Regions from separate parts of the Oryzias latipes genome. Here region 1 is linked to region 2. Evidence: chromatin contacts called from public Hi-C data. All regions are on one chromosome and are shown on one strand. Each heading gives the region's core, a stretch centred on a gene start, on an enhancer-like site or on the middle of the called end of the contact. The rest is flanking DNA. Distances are from core to core; before and after follow the strand shown. Region 1 has its middle 24 kb from the start of foxd1. Region 2 has its middle 7.6 kb from the start of tmem174.

Evidence for each region. Hi-C and Micro-C count contacts between places; a contact is called where the count stands out from the background.
Region 1: a contact with region 2 is called in a Hi-C map of embryo, with 1.7 times the contacts expected there. The contact joins two enhancer-like sites. A contact is called at or near these places in 3 of 5 Hi-C or Micro-C datasets (all in embryo).

What each region holds. Positions count from the first base shown.
Region 1 is chr12:5,449,967-5,452,812 of ASM223467v1, reverse strand. No RefSeq gene overlaps it. Among protein-coding and RNA genes, the nearest start is that of foxd1, 24 kb to the left of the region's middle. Within about 2 kb of position 1,587, at least 1 of the 8 cell types and tissues checked has an H3K27ac peak or open chromatin away from gene starts, as enhancers often do. A contact at or near this core is called in embryo, where this site is marked.
Region 2 is chr12:5,386,205-5,389,061 of ASM223467v1, reverse strand. No RefSeq gene overlaps it. Among protein-coding and RNA genes, the nearest start is that of tmem174, 7.6 kb to the right of the region's middle. Within about 2 kb of position 1,486, at least 4 of the 8 cell types and tissues checked have an H3K27ac peak or open chromatin away from gene starts, as enhancers often do. A contact at or near this core is called in embryo, where this site is marked.

The sequences.
Region 1 (2,846 bases), core at 338-2,837, 64 kb before region 2:
CAAGTTTTGTATTTTTTTTTCTTGAACGCTGTCTTTTTGGGATTATAATCATTTCTTTTGCAGCACAATCCACTTTCATTTGGGGAATCATGTAGGCTTAGTTAAAAAAATTATATTAAAGGAGTTCACATCAGAAAGAAATGATGAATGCAGACAGTGATAAAGCTCCAGACACTCACTTTGCCTTTGCAGTAAATAAATTAGTCCAAATGATATAGTGATGGCTATATATTTGCATGTAAAAATCTCAGTTTGTATTGAAATTGTATTTTCAAAAGGATTTTCTGCTCAATAGTTGACCTCTGATTTTTTTTCTGCCCGTTCTCCTTAGTAAAGCCTTAAAGACACATGCTGATTGTTAAAAAAAAAATTCAAAGCATTGAGTGGTCTTTTAATTATGATTGTGTCACTTTGGGCCAAAATGCTAATGTGACGTTCTCGAGGACATAGTATCTGCAGAGCGGCAGGAGTTCTTGGGGGTGGTGCAGATTGCTCATAGCAGCAAGCTTGTGGTGTTTTTTCAATGTCACAAATACACTTTATTCGTCTGCTCTTGGTTCACAACAATTTGAATTAAAAAAAATACTCAGAAATGCAATTTTAAGCTTCATTTTCCTAACATATGCCTTCCATCTTCAGAAAAAGGACACAAGAACATTTCAAAAACATAATTTTCATCAGAGTCGTCAGCTTTGAAGTATAAAATCATGAACAGCAATAGGTTAGAAAACAAAAAAATTCAAAAACCATGCTTTCACCTGCAGCCCAATCCCATAGGATCTCATATCAGTTTAAAATCTCCATAAACATGCTGCTGTCATGCTGGAGGACGTAAAACAGCTGCTCACCAAACTTTTGAATCAAATGGAAAAGTAGAGGCTAAGCAGTCAGCTGTTACTCTAACGGAGACTGGAGGAGCAGCAGGAGATGGGCTGAGGGAGGAGCGCATCAATAGCTAAACATACAGTTAAGCAGCACTCACTCCTGAAGTTTCTGTTAGTCCGGAAAAAGCTGAGAACTCCACACTGATGCAGCGGAGAGGAGGAAGTATCTGAAGGAGGTGCAAGACTCTGGCTGACTGAGTCTGACTCTCAATGCCCCCGCTTTGAACGTTTGCGTGAGGCAGCTTAACGGAACGCCTGGTTGTTTTTCCGCTCCGCTGCTTTCTGGACTCAACTATAAACTAGAGACGACATCTTCTCATTAGTCTGCCCTCTGCAGCAAAGCCAGGCCATTTAGTGTACCCAGAATCCCTTTGTTTGACTGCGCGGGTCAAGTCAAAGGTCAGGCAAAATATTGATGACGTTTTTTCAGAGTTCTGGAGGGAGGCGGTGGAGCTTGGAGCTGCGGGGAGGAGGGCAGAGGTGCGAGGGTCGCAGACACAGCTGTACGGACGCAACCGGAACCGGCCGCGCCTCCATTTGGGTCGCAGCTCCCTTTCATCCCGTGACATGGCGGCGAGAAGCCGCTTCCAAGTTAACGAAACAGATCACAACCCCAGAACCCCAAATGAGACAGAGTGTAACGGCTGAGTGTTACGGACTACACTGTTTGTTTAAATCCATGTTAGGTGGATTATGGCCCCTCACTAAAGAGGCCTGTGTGGGGTCAAAGGCCAGTTAAGCAAAGACTGCTAAGAAGGTCCTCAAAACACAGCTTTCTTTCTGACCCAAGGGAATTCCAGCAGACAGGACTCTTTGTGCTCGTGACCCGAGTTTGTTACAACCTGGATTAGTGTAAATGAGGTGTGTGCACATAACAAGAGACATGTATACGTGACATGAGGCTGCATTTCTGAGGCTGATGTGTCTAATCCCAAAAACTCCACAGTTAGAAGCATTCATCTCCCAGCAGAGATTTTCCCTTCTTTCACTCATTCACAACAGCACATTAAGGGTTACATTTGTAGTTGATTACATTCAACATGTGCAAATAAAACCCTAAAAGTTAGAGCTTTAACTTTTTGTAGAAATTTGAGGCTTTTGTAAAAGCTGTTTTACAGAAGTCACAGTTAGAATTTATTTAAGATGATTCATTTTAAATGAATGTAAAAACTGAAAAGATGCTTCTTTAAATTAAGCAATAATAAATCAATTCAATAAAAGGTCAACTAAAATGAATTTTGTAATATTTTCTGGCAAAATGTCCCACATAAAAATGTTAAGTTTGTTTTTTTTAAAGTAACAAAAAGGACTTTTTTGCTTTTATTTTTTAAAGATAGCTTGTACCAGCTTTTTTTTTAACATCAGGATATTAGTTAAATCTTTACTCAGTAGATTTAACATTTTATGTTTTAAATATGAATATTTTATAATGTGTTGATATGTTAAATTTCAAAATAAAAGCTTCAGGTTTTCTTTAGAATTTAAGAATTCAGAACTCTTTGCCTGAGATTTCACCCTATTGCATGCATGTAAACTGTTGTCTGTTATCATATTTTTAAAGTTTTTGTTTTCAAATTGATTTCAAAATCTGAAAAAAGTGTACAGTCAGAGTTAATGGTTCAGTTTTTTCAAAGAACCCCAACGTTTTGGGTGCTCCAATTTAGTTTTCCTTCTTGTTCGTTTAACTTCCGGACTTTAGCTGGAAGATTTAAGCAAGCAGCCAAATCATATCGTATATGTAACTTAAACATGTTTTAAAATTAATTTTTATTCAAAATGAGCATACATTTAAAAATAAAACTTAAAGCCTTTTAATGCAAAAATGAACCTTTCAAAGTTTTTACTTGATAAAAATAAGTTTTTCCATATGAAATTTCACCCTGTTGCATAAAATTTTAACAATTTTAAATGCACCTTTAAACTGAAATTATGCAAAATGTGCAAACGTTGAAGATTTTAGGG
Region 2 (2,857 bases), core at 237-2,736:
ACAGAGGACACAAATTCATTCACTGGTTCTCAGAAGGAATGTGTAGCTGAGTTCATTCTGTTTTGTGAAGTTGGTTTAGGGAGCCCTGGAAAAGACTTGTCACAAATTAATGTTTTGTGGGAAATATTAGCGTGTGAGAACACGTTTGCATTTTGAGCACACAAATCACAATTTTGTAGTCAAGAACTGTTATTTTATGGTCACAAATGTATATTTTGGTAGAAAAAAATTCACATTTTGTGTGCTCAAATTAGCATGTGAGAACAAATTAGTATTTTGTGTTAACAAATTAGCATGTAATGAGAACAAATTAGGATTGTGTGTGCACAAATTTGCTTGTAGTGAGAAAAATATATATATTTGCAGCACATAAATTAAAAATGATAAATTTCTGTCTGACCACAAATAAGCATCTTATGAACATTTCTTGGAGTCCAAATTAGCATTTTAGTGAACAAGTCAGTGTTTTGTGCCCACAAATAAAAAGTTGGAATTGATGATACTAAATGTGATGCACACAAAATGCTAATATGTACCCCCCCCCCCCCCCCCCCCCCCCCAAATCCTTTTATTTGTGCACACAAATTATTAATTTGAGAGAACTGGTAATTTTTTTAATGCCATGTGGCTCAGTATTTAAACAATTAAAACAGAATCTTTTTCCTTTTCTGTTAGTCTGCCATATTTGACTTGTGTTGTTGCATTATGCCTCTTGTGCTTGATTAATATATGTGTCACTCTCTGCAACTGTAGACTTTAACACATTTCTAACCATCTATAACTACATTTACCACATCTGACAGAATAATATCTTTTTTTTTATAGAACATAAAGGCTCATATTTGTAGAAATCCTTCAAAATTCTCATAAATGTTAAGACATTAAAGTGAAGGCTGTTCATAAATCTCTTTCCACAGACTTGCTGAAACAAATCCCAGATCCACGTGTGACTGGCTGCAGCAGTCAGAACCCAGTCCCATGATCCTCGGTGGTCTCCCCCTCATGAACATATATGGCCATTTGTAATATTGCAGCTGATGAGGCTGACCTCACCGCACCCCTGCCTGAATGAGCTGAACACCTGCTCTCTGAGGTGGACCGGGAAGGGAGACTGGTCGTAAAAGGAGAAGAAAAAAAGGGAAGGGAAACTTGAGGAAGTTGTTACAGAAGAGGAGAAATGAGGCTTTTCGCTGTAAAAGTTCACAAAAAGCAAAAATGACTCAAATATGCCCCAAATTTTGATGTCAGCAGATGCGGAAATTCAGTTCTAAAGTGTGTTTACCGGGCTGTATTTTTGTTTTTTAATAAATGATTTTTTTAGTAGGGGGACATCAGCTAAATTGGACATTATGGGCCTCATAATGTTAGATGATCTCAACTCTTTAAAGATTACCAGCCAACGAATGCAGATGGATTCAAACTAATAGTCCTTGTACATGTAACAATTGATTTGATTGGTTTATGCTTGCTGTGGTGGGCGGGGCAAAGCCTCACAGTGAGACACGCTGCAAAAAGGCATTTTTTAAGCCGTTATAAGTAGTGTATTTAGTTATAACGTCGTCCATGAAGTTTTGACGCTCCTCGTGCACGTCCGTGTATGGGAGAAAGAGCGAATAGATGGAAGAAGTTTGAAAATCCAGAATGTAAAGAACAGTAGAGACGCACGTTCGCGCTCGTCTGTCACTGCGGGTGCATGTGAGCTCTCTCCACGTGCGTCCGTAACGCTGGGAGGTGGTGACACCGCTGGCGAGAGCAGCAGAACCAGCAAACGACAAAAGCTGCAACAACAGGAAGATAATTCACATTTGATTGGTTTCACGTGTTCTTCATAAACAACAAAGTTTCACTGCGCCTCCAGCGTGTTTTCCTGCAAACGTGGAATTCATTTGTGCTCCCACCCCCACCCCACCCTCCACTCCCAAGTCTCCGAGCTCTGGCTCTTTTACGCAGTAACGCGCGCCAAAGCGCACGGAGTGAGCAGAGAGCAGCGAAGACGGAGGGACGCCCGGGGACTTGTTTGGAAGACTCGAAGCTGCTAAAAATGATCTCAGGGGGGTTTCAGACACAGATCAGCTTTTGCAATTAAGATAATAACAATAAATGCTGTCAGGAGCTTTTTTGTGCTTTTATTAAACACTTTCATTTCCGCCATAAAAAAAGTGTGAGAAATGTATCTCCTTGCAAATCGAGGAGTTTAACATTGTACTTAGTTCTGTTTTCTAAAAGTGTTTACATTGAAAAAAATAACTTGAAAAGTTTGAAGTAGAAAGATAAATTACTTTCAAACTTAAGTTTTCAAATTTAAAATTTTAATATTAAGCGATAAGTAAAAAAGCAAAACTAATAACAATAAAACACTTATTTGAATAGGAAACTAAGGATATTAAATGGAAAATAGTTCTATAAAAATGGTCAAACAGGTGAAAATGAAAGGTTGACAATTCTGACAACTGAAATATAGATTTTTATATATAAGGTTAATTTTAAAAAGTTTAAAAATAAGACAATTTCAGAAATATTGGAATTCAAAACCATGTCATTATTTCGATATAATCAACATTATATAGGGTTTATAATCTGAGAGAAAAAAAAAACTTAATTAAAAGCAGATACATTTTAAAATGAAGCAAATAATAAAAAATGAGGCGTAATTAAAAAAAAGTATAAATTACACAAAGGGTAAAACTTTAGAAAAAAAATTTAGGGAGAAAAAGGTAAAAACCTAATATATATATATATATTTCTGCACACACACACACTTATATATATATATAACTTTTAAAAAGGAATTAACCTTGAGATGACAAAAAACTAAAACTGCTTGCTGTACAGATTAAATTTCTTTAAATTGTGTGAT